Linked DNA regions of Anas platyrhynchos: region 2 is linked to region 1. A link is a contact called in public Hi-C data. All regions are on one chromosome and are shown on one strand. The core of a region is the stretch at or near the end of the contact, and the rest is flanking DNA. Distances in the headings are between cores, read along the strand shown.

Region 1 (7,052 bases), core at 3,406-5,905:
AAACCATCGCCAGGGGTGCGGTGATATTTGTTAAATGCCAGTTGAATCAGGGCGAAAGACTCTTAGCAGCCAGGAGTCACCATGCTGGGAAGTTACTGCTGCTCAGGTCAGCAGCGCCCGTTTCCAGCGGTGAGAGTTACGCCAGCACCCAAGGGGCGAGGGAGGTTTCTGGGTTGTGGCCAACACTGGGCAGAGTGGCTCTGAGGAGCACTCGTGGTTTATGTTGTGGTAGCAAAGTAGGAATAACGTGCAATATGGGATTAAGCCCCGACATGATCTCATACCCAAGCTAGTCCTGGACCACCTAGTATGCCGGTGAGAAAATTCTCAGAATTATTACCATTAAAATATGCACTGAACTTCAAAGGGCAACCAAGCCACAACCACGGTGCCGGTGATGGTAAGAGCATGCTGTTTGCCCAGTAAGTCAAAGCGTAACCAGCTCCCTTTTCACTTTCTTCCAGTTATTCCCAGAACCCGTGAGGGGGCTGGCATGGCCCCAGCTGGGTAGCAAAGTACAGCAGGAACAAGTGAATGTGTGAGCAGGGGGAGCCTCGCCTGGAGAAAAGCACCACGGAAGCTCATCCAGCTTCAAAACTCCTCCGGACCCCTGCAAAAAAGGCTCAAGGAACGTGCCCTGTGAATGCCAGCCTTGTGGGCAAGCTCCTGAGCAGTGGCCACCCCCAGCCCACACCCCTCCCTGGTGTCCAGCAGCAGCAAATTTGGATGCTGCAGGAAGCCCAGCAGCATGGATCCTCCAGCGAGCTGCAGCGGGGCTGCCAGCAGCGCGTGGCCAGCTCCTGCCCTCAGCACCTCTTACAGCTCACAACTTCCAGGGCTGCAAGTTGTCTCTCTCTAAAGAGAAGCCCTCCTCGCCTGCCCCGCTGCTGGGTGCAGAGGGAGCCACAGGAGATGCTCAGCATTAGAGCGGCACCAGTAAGATTTAAGCTCAGGAGAAGCCCGACGGGCCCCCAGCCCTTTGTTCTGCTCAGAGACAGCCCGGGCTCAGGCAGCGCATCGAGCTGGAGGCACGCGAAGAATGTGCCAGGGCAAGAACTGACAAAGCTCTGCTTGCCCCGAAGAAGTCACGCAGCAGAAAGGTAGTTTCCTTAACGTGACGGTGATTGAAAGCGTTCTCCAGCACAGCAGCAGACGGTCTGCAGCAGAACAAAACGCAGGAGCTCCGCGGCACAGCATCGCGATCCCTGCTTTGCCCTGGCCTCTCTTCCCCACGGGACGCGGCTCCTCTGGCACGGTACCTCCAGCCTCACCGACCCCAAACTACACCACTTTTCAGTGCATACCCCACGTACAGCTCGAATTTACCGATCGACAAATAGAGCCCCGCGTTTCTTCTTGAAGGGTGTAATTATCTAGGGTCTGACTCTAAAGGCGCTGCAAAGGAGATTTATTCCCCATTAGCCATCAAAAGCGGGGTCGTGCCGATACTTGTAGAAATACTCGAGCAGAAACAAAACCTGGGAAGTTTGCAGCACAGCAGTTTGCTCTTCACCGTGGCTTACAATTTGTACCAGCAGTCTATTACTTAAACGCATTTTCATTAGGTGAATGCAACAGAGCTGCTGCTTTTGAGTTACAAAGCAAGGCTGACAAACAGCGCTAAAGAGGAATTAAGAATTACACAGCTAAATTGTGCATTATCATGTAAATGGCAAGGGAGCGTCACATGGGGTTCTGGGCATTGTTCGGAGAGATAAATGCACCAAACTATAAAAACGAGTTCAATAGAGAGCCCTGTCAGTTAAGCACTTGAATGAAGCGAGTCCTGGAGGCTGCTGTAGCATTTTAAGATAAATACACATATGCACAGGTTGCAACATCTAATACAGCTAACTAGCGGGTAAGTTAAAGCTGTTTGTAAAACCCTTGTCCTACTTGAACAAGCAAACCAACCAACCCACAACACGCACACCAAAGGAAAACACGGCAACGGCCAAAGAAACTTGTCTTGGTGTGAAGTTTAATCTAAATAAATGAATATTAACAGCCCGAGGACCCCCACCAGCACAGATGAAGGCGCTGCTCTCGCTGAGGTCCGGGGAGGCTGGTGCTCGCTGCGGGAAGGCAGCAGCCACCGCCTCGCATCCCCGCGGTGCTCTGCTGCCTGGGCACCAGGGGTTACGCTGCTGCTCCGTTACAGAGGGATGGGCACTGGCATCTGGGGCGCAAAGAGGATTAGCTTGTCCTTTGTCCCGATCCCGGCTGTGTTTTGAGCCGAACAATTGCCTCTTCTGTGGATTCCGGCACATAAGGAAAACGCAACAAGAGATGCAGATGCTTTGTTTTGTCCACCCGCTTGTGCCACTTTGCTGTACCTTGAACAAAACTTTTGTAGAAAAAAAAAAAATCCCACACACCTCTTTTAGGAAGACTGAAGAGCTCTCCTGTTCTTCACTTTGGCCTCAGCCCCAGTTGCAAAGATAGACAAAATGGAAACAGAGGGCGGAGAACCAGTGCAAATGCCTCCCAAAAACACCTGGCAGCTCCGGGGAAGCTTTGGGTACCTGCTGTCAGTCCGGTGACACTTGAAGCAAGCCATGGTATGAGGCTGGGACACAGCCTGGGCACCCTAAGGGGCTGCCAGCCCCTAAGCCCACACCACCTACATCAGTTTTCTGAAACCAGCCGGTGCTAGTAAAAGCAGATCTTTTCAGGCTTGGAAAAAAAAACACAACCAGCAACCAAACCCCACGAACAAAAACCACCAGGCATGTCTGTTTAGCTGAAGCTCGGTGCAGGAAGCAGCTGGGAGGCAGCGGGCCGTGTCACTCAGCGGGGCCGGCGGAGGTGCGCGCTTCCCTTTCCAGGCTCGGGCACACAGTTGGGACAAAGGAGGCGAAACATCGGGCACGCTTTACCGAATCATCAGTTTCTTTAGTATGTTACAGAAAGGCTTATGAACATTTATAATGTACATAAAAGGCAGACTTTGTAAAATAAAAAGGTCCCTTTTTTTTTTTTTTTTTTTATAAAAAATTAAAAAGTCAAAGTAAAGTGCATGGGACAGTTTCGTTCTCCGCTTTCACTATCACATCCAAGTCTTGGCACACAGCGATGTGTCTGGAGCCTGGGAGAGCCTCTTCCGTCCCCCACGGTCACGTTACGGGTCAAATCAAAGGATGGCGACGATCACGAACACACACCGGGGATCCGAGCAGTCGAACCAGGAGCGCCCACGACACAGACTAACAGCTACCGGGACGGGGGCTTTCTACACGCTTCCTTCTCGGCGGCCACATCCAGCAACCACCCCGGGGGGGTCCCCAGGGCACCCGGCTTCGGGCACCCGGCTTGGGGGGTCAGAGCGCGGCGGCCTGTGCGCGGCAGTGGGCGATGTGGCGGTGCACGAAGTCGACGCGGGCCTGCAGCAGCTCGGCCTGGCGCTCCGAGAGGAAGCCCAGGTGGGCCCAGAGGGGCTCTCGGGCGCGGTACCGGCGGCGCAGCTCGGCGGCAGCGCTGCGGCGGCGGTGCAGCTCGGCCACCCGCTTGGCCGTGCCCTCGCGGAAGACGCAGACGGAGCGCAGCAGCGGCTCGTGGTAGGGGTCCCAGACGGCGAGCAGGCGGTAGCCGTGCACCAGCCCGGCCTCGTTGTCCATGAAGACCAGCCCGCCGTCGGGCCCGCGCAGCAGGTTGCTGGTGGCGCGCCGCATGACGCGCGGGTCCCACTGCAGGCTGAAGAGGTTGCTGGCCAGCCGGTCGAAGTTGGCCGTCAGGTAGTCGAAGAGGATCAGGTCGCTCCACTGCACCAGCTCCACCAGCTGCGCGGCGGGCAGCCCGCCCAGCTCCGCCGCCGACAGCGCCCGCGGCCGCCGCCCGCCGCCCGCCTCGCTGCCCCAGGGCGCGGGGGCCACCACGGCCGTCAGGTTGTCCACCCAGCGGGTCAGGCTGACCACCGCGCCCTCGGCCCACAGCGAGCCGCGCAGCTCCTCCCGCACCGGCTCCCACTGCCGCCCGCGGGGCTCCACCAGCGCCAGCGCCATGGGCGGCAGGCGCTGCTGCATGCCCAGCACGCCGGCCAGGTGGTAGGACAGCGCCTCGCCCTGGATCTGCTCCGGGCTCACCCCGTAGCGCACGCAGGCCCGGCTCCCGTCCGACAGCCTGGCCAGCCGGTTGGAGCTGCGCCCGCAGCCGCCGCGCTCCAGCGACGACACCCGGGCAGCTCGGGCGGCCGCCGGCCACGCCGCCGCCTCCTCGGCCGCGAAGCCCCGCGGCACCCGCGCCTCCAGCTCCCGGCTCCAGAAGATGCCCCGCCGCACCGGCGCCGCCCGCCCGGCCGCCTCCTGCCGCTCCTCCCGCTCCTGCTCCTGCTCCTGCTGCTCCCGGCCCACGGCCAGCAGCGCCCGGAAAGTTTTCTGCCCGCCGCGCCGGGGCTCGCCCCGCTGCGGGCCGGGCTGCGGGGGGGGCAGCGCGCAGAGCCCCAGCAGCGCGCCCAGCGCCAGCAGCCCCAGCGCCGCGCGGCCGCCCCGCTCCATGCCGCCCGCCGCCGCCTCACGCCGGGCCGGGCCGGCGCTGCCCCATGGCGGCGGGGAGCGGAGCCCGGAGCCGCGAGCCCGGCTCCAGCCCCGGTGCCGGTCCTGGCTCCAGCCCCGGCCCGGCGGCAGCCCCGCGCCCTGTGCGCCCAGCCCCGGCTGCGGGGGGCCCCGCGCCGCCCCCGGCACCGCCCCTAAAAGCGGCGACGCGGAGCTGGGGCCGGGCCGGGCCCCCCCCGACCGCCCCCGTGAGGCGCCAGCGCCCCCCGCAGGGCCCGGGGCCCCGCTGCAGCCGCCGCCGAGCACCGAGAGCAACAGGAGGGGCTCAGCCCTCGGCCTGCTGCTGTCCAGGGGGAAGAGCTGGGGCTGAAAAAGCCTCCAGCACGGATGAAGGGCGGCCAGGGAAGCAGCCTGGTTCTCCCGGGGAAGGGTGGGACTCCTGGAATAAGCCCTGCTGGCAAGCACACGGTGTGAGAGATGCTGTGTGCTCGGTGCCGCTGTACGCTACACGAGCATCCCTCTCCACACAAGCAGCCCTCGTGGTGAGGCGTCCCAGCGGCTGAAGGGCAGGGTTGGCTTATTTCCTTGGGAGGCAGGGCTGGAGAAGGCATCGCAGAGCAGGGAGGTGAGCATTAGGGACCTGGCCCTTCAGGTGCGGGGCAGTTTCTGGAAGTGTTTTACAAATGTGTCTCAGCCCGCAGCAGGGAGCTCTTCTATGGCTTAGGCTCCGCTTCTGGTTTCTCAGAAAAGCTCCCTGGCAGATGGGGCTCCTGAGGTCTTTTCTTGCAATCTGAAGCACCATGTAGGACACGAAGCCGAGCAATTTCCGCATACAGCACAGATCCTATCTCCCCGGTACGCTGCCTCTCCCTGTTCTTAATATCTGTGACTCTGCCTTTAATATCAAGGCAATAAATGAGGAAGTGCTTGAGTTCTTGAGCCCGGCTCTTGTAAGCATTCACAAGACTTGTCAGGTGCCTGCCAATGCTCAGCCAGGCAGGGGATTTGTTTTCAGCCCTGCTAAAGGTGAGCTGCCAAGATGGGAGGTGGTGGGTGATGCCCTCAGCCCCAGGGTGCCCAGGAGCAGGCTCTCGTGACAGAATTGGACCAAAACACTCTGCCAGCAGCACCCCTTGCGCCAGCCCAGCCCCAACAGAGGCAGATGGCTCAGCCGGGAGGATTTTCCACGTGAGCATTCAACATCAGGCTATGGCCTCACTGCTGGTGGCGTGGGGGACACCCTCAGCAGGTCCGGCCCAGCCAAACCGTGCCGTGGTGAGCGGCTGACCACAGCCTGCAGTCCCTTCTGGGGACAGGCGTCTGTATCCATCGCACAAAGCACATTTTTTCCAGGCCAGGAAGTAAAGAGGCTCAAGGAATGCTTTCAAGTGAAATTGCTGAGGCAATTCAGGGAGATGAAAGGTAATCGCCGTGTGAGAGGATAAATAATGCATCGGGTGCATGCCCCTGCTTTCTGATGGGGCATCCTGAGGGGTCAGGTCCCGTCGCCAGCAATTTTCATGCCGTATGCACTGATAGCAAATCTCCTCTCCTCCTGGCTGCCAAAACATATGAGCGGAGAACACTGCTCAGTGCTGCTGCCACATCTAGCCCAGGCACCTGCCCTGATGTAGTGTAACAGAAGAGAGAGGGGAAACCCAGTGTCTTTTTGGAAGAGAAACGCCAACCATGCTGACCACAGACCTCCTGAGCCACCCTGCAGACCCATTAAAAATACGCATCGTTAGATAGATACTGCCTTTAAGGAGAGAATCTGTCATCTCACTGCAAACAGTGCCCCCTTCCCCTCGATGCCCCCTGCAGGCACTGGGTAGCCCCGGGATGGGCCCAGCTGAAGGCTGGGATGGACCAGACTTGCCTGGAGAAACGGGGCCAGCCTAAAGGCAGAGTTGCTATTGCTAGAGGAAGTTAAAAAATGCTCATAAAATGTTAAAAAATGCAAAACTACACCCAGGACACATCTTAAACTTTTCAGCATGTCCTAAAAAGGCGCAGCTTTTGCAGGGCCGGTGAAAGCGCTCTAATTAGCCATGAGGTAACAACCCCAGCTGCACCAGCATAAGGCCAGCGGTGCGGCTCCCTCCAAGCAGCGCAGGGAACAGGGCTGGCTTAAATAGCAAGATGTTTTCCAGGCCCCTGATAACCTCTCTCACCACGCTGCCTGCAGGGGCAGCAGGAGCCCCTCCAAGGACGGAGGAGCCCCTCTGGCTGCCAGGAGCACAGGGGAAGGCACAGAAGAAAGTGATGTATGGATTCCCTGGACCTTCGCTTTAATTCCCCCGGCCTTTCCCCTCCAAGCAGGGACCCTCTGTCCCCATGCGAGGCCGGGAGGTGGGCAGCAGGGAGTGGGGTACCTGTCTCCCCAGGTATGGGCCCATCTCTGGTGCCGGTGCGCTCCTCTCCTCCCTGTGGGGGCCCTTCCTGCCCCTCATTCTCCAGCGTTTTTTGTCCAGTTTCGAGTGACTCGGGTGATGGGATTTCCACCTTGCAGACGTCTCCGCTGGCAGCCCTGCTTGCGGCTGCGATTCCTATTGTAATACT
Region 2 (7,039 bases), core at 3,409-5,908, 210 kb before region 1:
ACTGAGCACAACGAACGGCGTCCTACACAGCTGATGTCTGTTCTCTGTGTATGTGCACATTTTCCTGATGTTTCTTCACCTCGCTTTTGCTGCCGTTGTTAACCCAAGGCTGGGAACAACAGTATCTCCCCCCCCCAAAAGGCATCAAGGCATCGTCTGGCTGGTTGGAGAGGAGGTGCTAAAGCACACCAGCAACACTGACTCACCACAAGTGCTGTCAAATGCCCCAAGTAACCACCCGGAGCAGAGACAATTAACCAGAATCTCATTCCCCTCCTTTTTCTCTCCTAGTTACTGCTGTTGCAAGGCTTGGAACAATTGTAGGTATAGCTTTTTTTCCCTCCAAGGAAGACACGATTTTTCAAGTTGACAGCGTCCCTTTATGCTGATGAGATAGTGAAGGTTCAGCGCCAGCTAGCAGCAGAAATATAATAGCATCCATTAGAGCTGTTAGCTAGAGTCTGCCAGTGCTTCTGTTTGTAATTTAGAGTGTTATAACTCAGCCATGCAAATAAGATGCAGGCAAAACTTTACATTGAAAATCCGGGCCTGGCAGCAGGCTTTCTAGTTCCTCACAAAAAAAATAAATATCGAATTTGCTTTGACGCTCTGGACCACGCTGTAAGAATGAGATAAGAAACCTAAATGAGAAGGCTGCAGTACACCCCCGCCTGGCCTTTGCACTGACAGGGAATCGGGCTAATTGGCAACACTGACGTCTTTACAACTCTATCAGCGCCTGTAGCTCCAGAGGTGTCCGAGCCCCCATTCTGTACCTGGAAGACTTGAGGCAAATTTCATCGCCGCTTCCACACAAAGCACTGTACAAGTCAGCACGGCGTGCTGAGCCCTGCCTCTGCTCTGCACAGCTCAGCCTGGATAATAAAGTTCACTTGCAGATTTAGGAGCAGAATCAGCGTGTTACGCGCTGTCAGAAGTACTCTGCTTCCCAAGCACTTTGTGGGATTTAGGCCTCAGAGCCTCACTCCCAGGCCTGTTTCTGCAGTCCCCTCATTTATCTGCCCACAAAGACACTTGACCCTCACTTTTGATTATTTTTGTGGGAAATCCACTAATAACAGTCCCTGTTAGTCCATGCTCTGCTAAACCAGAAAGGCAGAAAGTCAGGGAAAATCTAAAAGTTTGACTTGGATGTCAACAGACAGCTGAAGGCATCTGTGCAGACGTGTCTGCTGACAAGTAAATAATCAGAAGATCAGAATGAAATGAAAGAAACACAAAACCACCACTGAGTGCACTGCATAACATGAAGCTGAAACGTGGATTTAAAGGATTTGAAGACAACTTTTTTTTTTCCCCCCTCTCTGAAAAGGACGGCATGAAAGCGCCCTTGACCATCTGTCTCTCGGAATGCTTTCCTCTGCCTGGGCACAGATGGCAAACTTCAAACATCACCATCACTCGTCTGCAACATCAGCCCTGTAAGCAATCTTATTTACCGTTTCTATCCATCGCTTTCCAGTGACCTCGTTTCTCATTTTGGTGCCAACTTCGAAGTTCCTGGCTAATATGCAAGGCACTGAAACTGCCATGTTCAAAGCCGCCCTTGTGGGTGTGGTAACAGCTCCCAGGAAAGCAAAGACCCTGGAAGTGAAATGAAAGCTGTACACATTTTTACCTTGTCCTCAGGCAAGAAACAAATTAAAAACCCGTCCTATGCTTTAAAAAAAAGAAATAAAAGCAAACCTAAGTAAAAAATCTAACCAAGGTGCAGCTGCCATCCTCTCTTTCGTCCCAGTCTGCCCAGCACCTCTTGAGACCGCAGGTTCTGTGAGGCAGAGACCTCACCTTCAGAGCGTGCCGCTGCTGCCCCCAGCACTGCCATCAATAACAACACGGATCCCGCCTGTTGTTTGTGATGCATCAACACGACAGTTTAGTTATTTCAGGATCAGATTTCAGTCTTGCTCGTTGCTTGACACAGCAGTGGTCTTTTATCTTTTGCTAGATAAGTAAGACAGATCTGTGCAGTGTAATGGATGGATTGAGTCCCCAGAGACAGCTCGCGGAGCAGCAGCCCCATTTTCAGAGGCATGGAGCCCTTTGCTTGGAACTTCAGATGCTGCTGACAGACTTGCGATAACCCTCCCTCTAGGCTCACCCAGCCTGCAGGGATGAAGGGATCCCAGGACTATTCCCAACAAGAGAAGTAATTTGTGTAGCATTTTTGGTTAAAACTTCATCTTCCCCAACGTTTCCAACAAATCTTTCTGTATCAGAACGCGCTGTCATCCTCCACTCCAGAGCAGACCGCACTCTGGCACTGAAAGGACATCATCCCATTTCGAGAATTCAATAATAATAAATGGAAAATGCCAACATTCAAAATTAAAAAAAAATAATACACAGACTCTCCTAACGCCTCCGTTAAAGCAAAGAAAAGAGCTATGAAGTCTGCTAGTGACTGAAAATGAACTCGACTTCCAGGTGATGAATTCAATTTATTGGTAATTCTCCAAAGAGAGGGAAATAGCTTTGGGGATGATGGCTGCATACAAAATAAACACCCTGGTCACTAATGATACTCATCGTTAAGCAGCAGCAGCTTAACATCAGCAGGGTTTGGGGAGGGAGCATCATCTAGCATAGGGCTGGTTCTGATGGCAGGCATGGCTGCAGCTCCGGCTCTCAGCCTGGTTTTGCTCAGAGCTGTGCACGAGGGAACAGAGAGGGCCCAGGGGAGCAGCTGCAGCTCCCCAGGCACAGCAGTGGTGTGCAGTGCTGGGCCTGGCCTTCATGCAGGACTTGGGGACTTGCTGTCACCGCTGGGGCCCCAGGAAAACTGCAGAGGGCAGCCTCGGTGGTAGTGGAAGTGCAAACTTTTGAGCTGCCTGCCTGTGCCATGGCTCACCTGATCTCTCTGTCTCCTGCCTAGCAGGTAGGAAGGCAGTCACACCTATTTTAGGGGAGATGGGATAATTAACCAATCCACTTGGTATTAAGCCTCTTGAAGTGTGTAGGCAAAGGGACTTACAAGAGTGCTGAGCATACTGCCAAGAAAAAGATGTCAATGCCAGAGCATTGTGTTCCCTATGACAGCGCAGGCAGCAGAAATTATTTTCTGCTGCCTACAAAGAAAACAGTGTTTTGCAGAATTTATCACTCTCCCCGGTTCCTTAGAAGCACAGCACCACACAGCTTTGAAAATACAACAGGCTTTGACTCCTGAACTTAAACCTAAATCATTATTACAATGCTCTTCAAAGGAGTCGTGTCCTGCTGGGGTTTATAGCTGAGAGCAAGTCTTCACCTCTCCCTGACCCACTTTACAAGTTTGTCCTTCCACCTCATTCATATGGAAAAGCTTCAGAAGGAAGCTGTGAATAGAGGCCACAGCGAAGGAGCAGCACATTTGTTTGTTTCGGAAGAGGCCCCATTTGCCTCATCTCGCTTTCAGACCTTCCAGGTAAGCTGGCAGCTGCTTTCAGCAAGCAGCAACCACCGAGATGGTTCCCCCGAATACAGCCCCTGCTCTTCTCCCTACCTCCAGTGCTTTTTGTGCTTTAGCCTCGCCTCTCCTTTCACTTGTCTGTGACTGGGGAGATGAATAGGCTGGGTTGTAAGAAATTTCATGTATTTGAATTCCCGCAGTACTCCTGCCTGTGATGCATGTGCCCCTGCAGAGCAGGGGGGCTGTGGTGCCTCCGAGTGCTCTGAGCCTGGATGATCCAAGGTTGACTCATGGACACAAATTTCATCCACACAGCTAGGTCCCTGTTGCCCAGGGTGGTTCGGTTGGAGCTGCCTGGTTTTCCGCCCTTTGCTGTGGGATTTGCTACAGGATTAATCTGTCCTGGAGGGCAGTACGGCTTGGGCAGGCCTTTGGGAGGGGCCTGCAGAGCCTGCAGATCCAGCAGCACCTCAGCGGTGGAGAAGAGCAGGGAAATAAATATAGACTTCTTTTTTTTCTTCTTGTAGTCAACCAGGGACCTCATGATTGCCATTTATTGCCTTATTAACCCACTTTTATTACCGCATTTACGATGTTTGGAAATCCCACACCTGACGGAGAAAGGCCTGCGATGAACCAGCTATGCTCAGGTGTTGTCCTTCATTAGGGCTGGCCCACAAAGAGGTTTACGGGTCCATTGCTCTCCCCTCGAGATCTATCGTGTCTCGACTTGGGCAGAATATGTCACAAACCTTTTTTTAAAACCCTGAAACAGCCCCTCAGACTGCTGCTGCCTCTCACATCTTTGGGAGCACACCAAGCACACCACAGCACAGACCAAGCCCCCCCCAGCTGCTCCCTGCCATGTTGCGAGCACCTCTGGCCTACAGCATGCTGCTCTTTCAAAGCACGTCCATGGATTGCTAACACCTGGCCAAAATTAGACTTCGCAAAACCTTTGGCTTGGAGGATCAATACCTATAGATCACCAGAAAAAACGCAGCTTGCATTGAAAATATCCCCACTAATCCTAGCCTGCCCCCGAAAGGTCAGACCCCCCGAGGCAGGCAGTGCTGGGCGCACAGGACGTGTCTGTGCCCACGGTTTCGGTGCCTGGGTCACTCAGCCCTGCCTCCAGCTGGTGCAGCAGCAGCACCAACTGGGCGGCAGCTCAGAGGAGCTTTTGACGCCAGGCAGTGCCTTAAATCGTCGGTCGGTGTTTGCAATTCAGTGGGCTGTAAGCAGGAAGGTCTCCAGATAAGACCATTAACTGCTGCATAAGGGCTTTTGTGCCTAGCTCCTAGTTGGCAACAAAATTGTGCTGATTCTGATGCAACAAGCTTTAATCCTGTTACGTTATCGACTGGATATTGCTGGGTTTAAACATTCCCAGTAGACACAATGTCCTTGAAAACTCATTGTCTCACTAATTCCCAGCGTTTCACTTGAAAGCATAATCCTAAATATCACAGCAACCAATGGCCACGGCACCCTGCATCCACCCTGGGACCTTGTTCTGTCTGGTATTTCCTACATGACCGCAATCCACCGATCCAGCCTCAGCAGCGCTGCTAAGAGACCCAGCACGGTGCTGCTGAAGCTGGATGATGGATCACCCTAAAACCACACACCCTGACAGTCGGGGAGGCAACCAGGGAAGAAATACCTCAGGAAAGGGAAAGTCTTTCAGAAGAGCAGTAAGAAGGAGAGGGCACAGCAGCCATTGTCATGCACCTGAGTTTGATTGCAAACCGAGACTGCTCATGGGTGACTCCTTCAAGTGCAATGTCAGCCCAGGGCTTTGAGCTCCCCAAAACCTCCTGGTTCAGCCACTCAGTCCACCACAGTTAAGCAAGCGCCCACATCAGTGCATTTTGGGAGTGTGATAAGCACATCACTGCAGCGGCACGGCGTAAGGGGAACAAAGAACTAAAGCAGGAACAACAGCACCCAAAGATTCTTTCTGTAAGACAAAGGAAAGGAAAGGAATGAAAAGTAACTCACGGTGTTTTCAGAAGAGGGAGCCAGAGAGAATCAGACAGCCTGGGAAGACACTTTTGTCTCTCAAAATGAGCTGCCTCTGCCATGCCTCAGTCAGACAGGACCTGGTTGGGTTGGAAGTGCCAGGTGAGGCCGTGCTGTGCCTCCTGAATGGCCGGGGCTGATGTGTCTCACCGCATGCTGTGTTTTAATACGATTTAATAGAAAATTTAATAGAAAATGATTCACAGGAGGTGAACCCACTCCAAGCACCCACTCTGCAAGTTTCCCAGCCCCAAACCCTGAGCTGTTCACAACCAGCATCCACCCCAGCAGCCAGCTGGGCTCCGAGCTCTGCAGCTCTCAGGACAAGATGCAGTTTGCGTGCAAGCCACCGAGCCCCTGTTGCAGCAGCAGCTTGCACAAACAAGCTCCTTGAGTATGCCAGGGAGTCAGCTCTCACACCAACATTTTGCCTCGCACTCTCTGTCCCCTGCTGAAGATCTGCAGCTCTGTGAGTCTCCGCCAGTGCTCCTGCCCTGCAGGTGAGCAGCAGCCCGGAGTGACAACTGGCTCAGCCCAGGGCAAGGATCACCACCTCTGCGAGCAGATCCCCGCGGCTTTTGGTGCCTTCAGCTTTATCAAGAGGAGCCAGGGAACATCAAATGTGATGGCAGCAGCATGAGTGGGCAGCAAAGGCCAGGAAGCACAGAAAGGTTTTGGGGAATCTGGGATGGAGAGGTCAGCGTCTGGTATGTAAAACAGACAATTTCAAGATTAACTCCCATGGGATGCAAAAGGCCTCACAATTAGCTCCAACGCTTGCCTCAGGCTCATCAGCCAATTTTCTCATCTGCTCCTGCACCCACACACTGTGCAGTCCCCGTTGCTTAGAAAACACAGCAGGGGGGCGGAGGAGAGAGGCCCGCCCCGGTCACACACATTCTGCTCCCGGGGACAGCACCTGACCTGAAGGGGATGGGGAGCCTGGATATAAATACCTGGTCAGCTCAACCATTCCCAGCTTTGTGCATAAATTACACGTACAGAGCAAAGGTACTTGCAGGTCTTGGATTCACAGCCCTGTAATTTTGGCTCTGCAGAGAAGACTGAGCATGGCAAACATCAGCGACAGAGCAGAAGGAACAGATACGCTTCTGAGCTGGTCGGCAGCAGGGACTGGTGCTGGGGTTTTCAGCTTCGCCTGCAGGAGCTCCCAGCAGTCAGGCACCCAAACAGGACCCCACTGACCTCTTTGGTCAGCTTGAAAGCAGTAAACACGTATTTCCCCTTTTCCACCTCACTTTACATTGCTCTTTCATATGTGCTTAACAGTGAAAGGGTTAACGTGGAGGAAGAAGTCCCCCGATACCTTCCTTTGAATGTGATGGAAATGTCGAGTGACCCCTCTGGTCCAGCGTGCTCACTCAGACCAGAGCAACCTCATTAGCAACAATAAATTCAAAGCAGATGCTTCCTCATTAGCAACAATAAATTCAAAGCAGATGGGGAAATCGCGCTCCATTCTCTGATCCAGCTTTCAAAGTCCTTTGATTTCGGAATCCCTCAGCTGCTCTTTGACTTTCCTCACCTGTCAAATTCCCTGGCAAGATTGATAGGGTCTGGACAGGGGGGACATCAGTGCAG

Evidence for each region. A called contact is a pair of places that touch in the nucleus more often than the background predicts.
Region 2: a Hi-C map of F1 follicle shows a contact between it and region 1, with 2.3 times the contacts expected there. The contact joins the enhancer-like site here to the promoter of FJX1 in region 1. A contact is called at or near these places in 4 of 8 Hi-C or Micro-C datasets (F1 follicle, liver, skeletal muscle and 1 more).

The regions. Positions count from the first base shown.
Region 1 is chr5:49,538,121-49,545,172 of IASCAAS_PekinDuck_T2T, reverse strand. FJX1 (four-jointed box kinase 1) reads right to left here and starts at 4,655. Exons shown (of 1, transcript XM_027458710.3): 1 at 1,967-4,655. The coding sequence starts at 4,493. The coding sequence ends at 3,321.
Region 2 is chr5:49,747,025-49,754,063 of IASCAAS_PekinDuck_T2T, reverse strand. No RefSeq gene overlaps it. Among named protein-coding and RNA genes, the nearest start is that of PRR5L, 13 kb to the left of the region's middle. Within about 2 kb of position 4,658, at least 3 of the 8 cell types and tissues checked have an H3K27ac peak or open chromatin away from gene starts, as enhancers often do. A contact at or near this core is called in F1 follicle, where this site is marked.